2 separate regions of the Canis lupus genome follow, and region 1 is linked to region 2. Evidence: chromatin contacts called from public Hi-C data. All regions are on one chromosome and are shown on one strand. The core of a region is the stretch at or near the end of the contact, and the rest is flanking DNA. Distances in the headings are between cores, read along the strand shown.

The links. Hi-C and Micro-C count contacts between places; a contact is called where the count stands out from the background.
Region 1: a Hi-C map of skin fibroblasts shows a contact between it and region 2, with 4 times the contacts expected there. The contact joins the enhancer-like site here to the promoter of CAMK2D in region 2. A contact is called at or near these places in 3 of 9 Hi-C or Micro-C datasets (amygdala, skin fibroblasts and tumor fibroblasts).

Annotation. Positions count from the first base shown.
Region 1 is chr32:6,731,370-6,734,535 of UU_Cfam_GSD_1.0, reverse strand. No RefSeq gene overlaps it. Among named protein-coding and RNA genes, the nearest start is that of ANK2, 340 kb to the left of the region's middle. Within about 2 kb of position 1,830, at least 3 of the 20 cell types and tissues checked have an H3K27ac peak or open chromatin away from gene starts, as enhancers often do.
Region 2 is chr32:6,361,081-6,364,088 of UU_Cfam_GSD_1.0, reverse strand. CAMK2D (calcium/calmodulin-dependent protein kinase type II subunit delta) reads right to left here and starts at 1,298. Exons shown (of 22, transcript XM_038581789.1): 1 at 745-1,298. The coding sequence starts at 809.

The sequences.
Region 1 (3,166 bases), core at 581-3,080, 370 kb before region 2:
AATGAATGAATGTAGGTTTTTCAAACCTTTGCTCTGAGGTCTTTTAACCAATCTACCTATTACATAGTTGTTGGTTTTTTTTCTTGCCAGTGACCTTAATGATTCTGACCGATTTAAACATAGTTCTCTGAAAAAATAATTCTCTGACTTTATTTAAGTGTTCAATAAGTTTGCAATGACAATTCTTTTGTTTTGCTTTATCTTTTAGGTCATTATGCCCAGGTATTTTTGATGCTGAAAACTTCATTAGCAATCTCTACCTACAAACTGGTATCCATTGTGGAGAGGCAGGATTGCAAAAACCAGTACAGTGTGGGAGAGTCCCTATATCTCTCAGGGGACCCAAACAACCAGCTAGATGGAGAAGTAGCTTCTTACCAATTTTGGAATAAGCAATTAAAGTCAAAACCACTCAACTTCCATCCAGAAACATCTTATCCAGCTTGAGGGGTTAGTGGATTGAAAACATTCTTGCTGATTCTAAAACTAGATTGTTTCTCCTCACAGGTGCTCAGGATTCAAGCCAGGGATTGTACCTGGTGGATAATCATTTTATGCCTTTGGGTCAGCTCTGCTAGTTTTTGTTTGTTTTAAACTTGTCTTTGCATCAGGTTCCATTAAAGCTGTGGTACTTTAGGTGAAATGTCTTTCTAAAATGGATGCCCTTCTGTTTACAAAGATATATGGAATCAATGTCTTCAATGTACTTCAACCTCCCACACTTCTATAAGTAGCAATCTCCCTCATTGACCTACATTTTTGATAGCATCCTATCTCATCGCAGTTCTTCTATCTCTCTGAGACATGAAGTTCTCCCTCCTTGACTATAAATATGCTTACACTTTTTCTAGCTTAATTAAAAAAAAAACTTCACTAGAATCTGCCATGCCCCCCAAAATACATTCCCTCTCAGGCACTCATGCTCTTTCTCTTTGTCACTGTCTTTTCAAACTAAAATGTTCAACTAACATTCCTAGAAAGGTGGAGAAGAGCCTGGAGAAATGTATAAGCACAGCAGGGAAAAGAGAATGTGCAAAGCATATGCAGGGAGTGTGAATAGCCGGGTTTCCCTGACAGAGAAGTTTTGGTGAATAGTGAAGTAAATCTGAAAAGATTTTTTTTTTTTTTAGTTAAATTACAGAAGGTCTTGAATGCCAAGCTGTGAAGTTTGGATGTTATGTGGTTGGTCATGTATAACTACAGCAGTTATTTGATCTGGAAAGTGCTGGGTAGAATGAGGTTAGGGGTACAGACAGGAGACATTAGGAATGTGGTCTAGGAATGAGGTCCTTACACACTGGAAAGAAAAAGAGATACTGATCGTGTTATCAGGATTAAACATTTTGAAAATAAAGTTATTGGAAATAGAATATAGTTTACCAAGGTCAAGGTTGGTTAAAATAAAGCTGACAGTAGTCTTTAAAAATGTGTTTATATGTGTGTTTATAAATGTGTTCATACAAAAATGTGTTTACATATAGCTGAGAATTTTAAATGAGTGTTACTAGTACGTGGAGTAAAATGTTATTCAGCAAAGGAGAAATGCACATACAGACACGAATATACATAACTAATGCTTTGGAAAAAAACTAAGAGGGATTAAGAAGTATAGGTTGGTCTTCTGTGCTGTGCTATGTGTGTGTGTGTGCGTATGTGTGTGTGTGTGTGTGTGAGAGAGAGAGAGAGAGAGAGAGAGAGAGAGAGAGAGATGTGGCCTGCAGCCCTGCCTCCATCCTTCTCTCCCTCTAACTGAGGGTCCCATCTCTGAAGTCCTTCACTGGCCACTTGCTAACCACTCCCACAGCCCCAGCTACCAATAGTCTGGGCGCTGGGGGGCCACCTCTCTCTGCCATGCCCTCATAATGAGTCCTCCAGCAACTCAAAGCCAGTCACCTTTTCTTGTCCACTGGCTCTTGTGTATTCTTGCCCTGTTAATATTTAAAAATTCAGGGCCTGCTAGAGCAGAGCTGTTTCTTCCCTTTGCTCTGCCACCAGAGAGCGCTTTAGACCTCCCAGGTCAACCTCCCCAACTCTGAGGACTTGCGCTTATTTTTGCAAGTGGCTTCCCTGAAGCTCCACATGCTTAGCTGGGGAGTGAAAGAGGAATTCACAGGACATCAGCAGTCTCTGCAAAGTACTCCACATCAACAGGCCTGGCTTTTCCCCTACTTTCTCCCGGTTAGATTCTTGCAAAGTAAGTGATGAGCTGGAGCTGCCAAACTGGTTTCACAAACAGCCTGTCTTGCAAAGACGGTAGTCAAACACCTATAGTTGTTGACCTTTGGGCTCTGAAAGCTCTAAACTCTGAGTCAGGAGGAAATTTAGCATCTGACACACACACACACACACACACATACACACACACACAGTTTCATGTGTTCACACATTCTCACACACCCATGGAGAAAGGGCTAGGTGGACAATAGTTACCTGAGTACAAGAATTAGCTCAATCTTTTTCTCTATATTTTCTGTGTTTTCCAAGTTCTCTGCCTGGAAAATGTATTTCTCTTTCAAATAACAAAATAGTAAATATTGTAAAATAAATCATAAGCAAAATAAATTGCTTATCTATTATCTGCTCCAATTTAGTAAAATTCCACAGAGAAAAAATATTTTCTCTCTAATGTGTCTGATGACCCACTGAAATAATTTTTTTTGAAACTTTGTTTTGATATTTTTCAGAAATCCTTTTTATTTATGTAACAAAATCAGTAAAAATATTTATATACTTTTAGTTATTATACATGGAAAAGGAGACCCTACAATTGGGATGCTTTCCCATTTCAAAAAAAAATCAGTCTGGGGCTTTATATGGCATTAGGAACTGTTGTGGCTCATAAATATTTATTTAGAAAATTTGGTTGATGTTTGAATGTTCTTCCTTTCCTTTAAATAATCGCAACATAAGCCCTGAATCACACGTGTGATTTAAAAACTTTGTTCCTACCCCGTTTATCTCACCATAATCTGGGAGTTCTGAACTTATATTTTGGCCTCATGTATCACATGCCTTATCATCTCTAGTGATATTCACAGGAAACCCTGAATTTGATCAATAACAAACTCAATAAATAAAAAAATTCAAAAATGAATTTTTGAAATAATTTTTATAAACCAAATCTGAAATATGTATGAGGAAGTTAATCTTCTTCCTTAATTACCCA
Region 2 (3,008 bases), core at 49-2,548:
CCTTGGCAAGCTTTCTCTCGGTCTCCAGGTCTTTTCCGTCGCCTGTATAAATAAATCCTCCCAGAGAATGCGAAGATGTACACGTAAATCCTAGGAAGGATGATGATGAGCGAATAATCTAGGTGCAAAGGGTAGTGGATATGGGGCAGGGGGTCGAGTTCCTTTGGTGACCCTCTTCCTGGACAGAACAACTACTGGACGTGAAATAGACTCCACGCCAAGTTGAACTTTCGGCATCAATAAATATGGCACCGTCTGTGGCAGGGAGTTCTCGTTCGTACGTGGGTCGTACGGGCGACACGCCGGCTAACCAGGAGGCATCTCTATTTACAGAAAACACGATCTATGTTGCATTTTACACGGGTTCTTGTTTTCTCTCCACACACACACACACACACACGCACGCTCGCACACTTCTCAGGATGACAGCTACAACTGCAGGGATCGTAAATCCACTAAGTCTCTAGTGCAAGAGGGTTGGGGTGGGGGGGGGTGGGCGGGAGAAGGTGGGTTGAGGATTATCGGAATGGGCCACACAAGCGGGGTGGAGGGTCTTTTCCAGTCTCGGTCCCCCTCCTCTTGCTAGAGCAGCACCTTGCTCAGAGCCGGCCACGCCACTGGCCCTCCTCCCACTCCTCGGGTCTCCCCAGCTCCCTCGCCCCGCGCGGGAGGCCGGTGGGTCGGGGAACGCTACCCGCCCCTCTGCTGGGAAGGGGACGTGCGGACGCGGGCAAAGGCGCTTACTTTCCGAGCTCCTCGAAAAGCTGATACTCGTCCGTGAACCTGGTGCAGGTTGCGGTCGAAGCCATCCTCTCGGTGCGGGCTATGCCCCTGGCTGGGAGAGCCGGCGGACGCGACTCCAACAGACGCGCGGCTTCCCCGGGACTGGCCCCGCGGCGCTGCCACCCAGGGCCGCCCTCACTTTCCTCGTCCGAAAGTAGCTCGCCCGGGAGGGAGTGTGCGCAGGGGCGGGGCGCGAGGGGAGATGACCAGAAAGGGTGGCGTGGGGTCTCCTCCCCACGGCCCGCCGATTCTCCTCCTCCTCCTCCTCCTCCTCCTCCTCCGGCCCGTGCTTCCTTCTCCGCGGGACGCTCCACCCGCCCCTTCCCAGCCCCTCTCCCCCAAATGCCGGGGGCGAAGTACTCGGGAAGAAGGGGCCGGGAAATGGAAAACAGCCGGGCACGGGGCGAGAGGCGAGCAGTTGCGAAACTAGCCGCACCGGGCTGGAGGGGAGGGAGCCCGAGGGGGCGGAGGCCGAGGAGCCGGGAGCGGACAGCGCGAGCCCAGCTGCAGCTGTCAGCGGGCGCGGGGGGCGCGGGGCGCGGGGCGCGGGGCGCGGGGGGCGCGGGGGGCGCGGGGCGCGCCGGGGCTCGGCCGAGCGTGCGCGCCCGGGGCCCGCCTGCCTCCCGCGGGCGCCTCGGCTGCCTGGCGCTGCCCCTGGGGCCCGCGCCGCTCCGCTGCGAGGCTGCGCGGCTGCGCGGCGAGAGGAAGAGCGCTCGGATGGGGCGAAGCCCGGGCGGCCCTCCGCGGGCCTGGGCCTCCGCCTCCTCCCCTCGCCTCCCCTCCCCTCCCCCGCGCTCCCTCCGCGGAGCCCCCTCCTCGCCGGTCCCACACCTCCCTCTAGCGACTCCCAGCCCGGCGCCTTCGCGGACCTCGCTCTCCGCCCCGGGTCTCACGCTCGCGCACACCCGTCGGGGGGCCGGGGGGGGCGGGGGGGGCGGAGGATGTACGAACGAGCAGCCCGGCGAGGGTTTAGGCGAGTGAGGCGACACGGCGAGCCGCCCAGGTGACCTCGCGGTCAGGCGGCTGCCGACACTGGGGCTGGATGCGGCGGAACGACGCGGGGCGAGCCGCGGGCCGGCCGGGGGGTGCCCCCGGGGGGAGGGCGACGTGCGCGGCCGCGGCCGCGTCCGCTCGGCTCCGCTCGGGGTCGACACCGCGGGGGCCGGAGGTGGGCAGTCGGCCGCGTCCCGCCCGGGGTCCCGGCCTCCCACAGCCCCCGGGGACTCCGGGCCCGGCCTGCAGAAGCCGCGCCGCCGCCCGCAGCCGGCTTAGCGAGGGGCGCTGCCCGCCGTGCGCCACGTTTCACGTGTGAGGCGACTGCACCTCACTGCCCACGTGCCCCCGCGCCGTTTTCCAGGCCGGGTCGCTCAAACTCTTGACAGACAACCCCCGCCCCAGGCCTTCGCTTCAGCCTTTGCCGAAGGCTAGAATGAAAGCAAACACTCCCCGAGCGAGCGAGGAGCGAGCCACACCCTCCCTTCAGAGTAACTCCCGCGTAAGCTCAGGAAGTTCTGATAGTAAGGCGGCTTCTCGCGAGATCTCCGGCCCGGGCGGCGGGGGCGGGGGCCGGGGGCGGGGGCGGGGGCGGCTGCTGGGCAGGTTGGGTGTCGGTCACGCGACCTGGCTGGGGCTGACGTCACTCGCATCACGTGAACACGTTCCGGCCCGTTTCGTTTTGCAAAGGGAAGAAAGAGAAGTCTAGCGGCCGGGCGTGTTCTGCTCGCATGACCGAAGACCTGGCTAGGCAGTGACCCGGAAGTACGCTTCGTAAGCGACTTAACGGTTCAAGAGTGTGTCCTTAGCATTAGCAGACAGTAAATAGGAGGAAAAAAGTAGATTTAAAATAAATCGCTGATCGCTGAAACAACCCCTGGCCCTCCCTTCTGTCTTTAATAAACTATGCATCTGCAATTTTGAAGGCAGAACAAAACGGTTTTGAACGGTCTTTCCAAATTGCTGTCCTTTGTTTTACAGCAGGGGACCCTAAAAACCTCGTAGTTCTGGCTGATTTGTTCATGATTAGCATCACATCATGGACTCAGATTTCCGCAGCTGGAAGATAAAGGATAACTTGGATATACAGTCTAATGTAGAGGAATTGTTGCCATCTCCCAAGGGCTGCTTGTCCGTAGTCACACATTTCCTCATCTGGGGAATGATCTCCTGCCAAGAAGCAGAGCTTTTACTGAGGTTTTCAAAGTATTTACCAATTCCAACCACTGTAA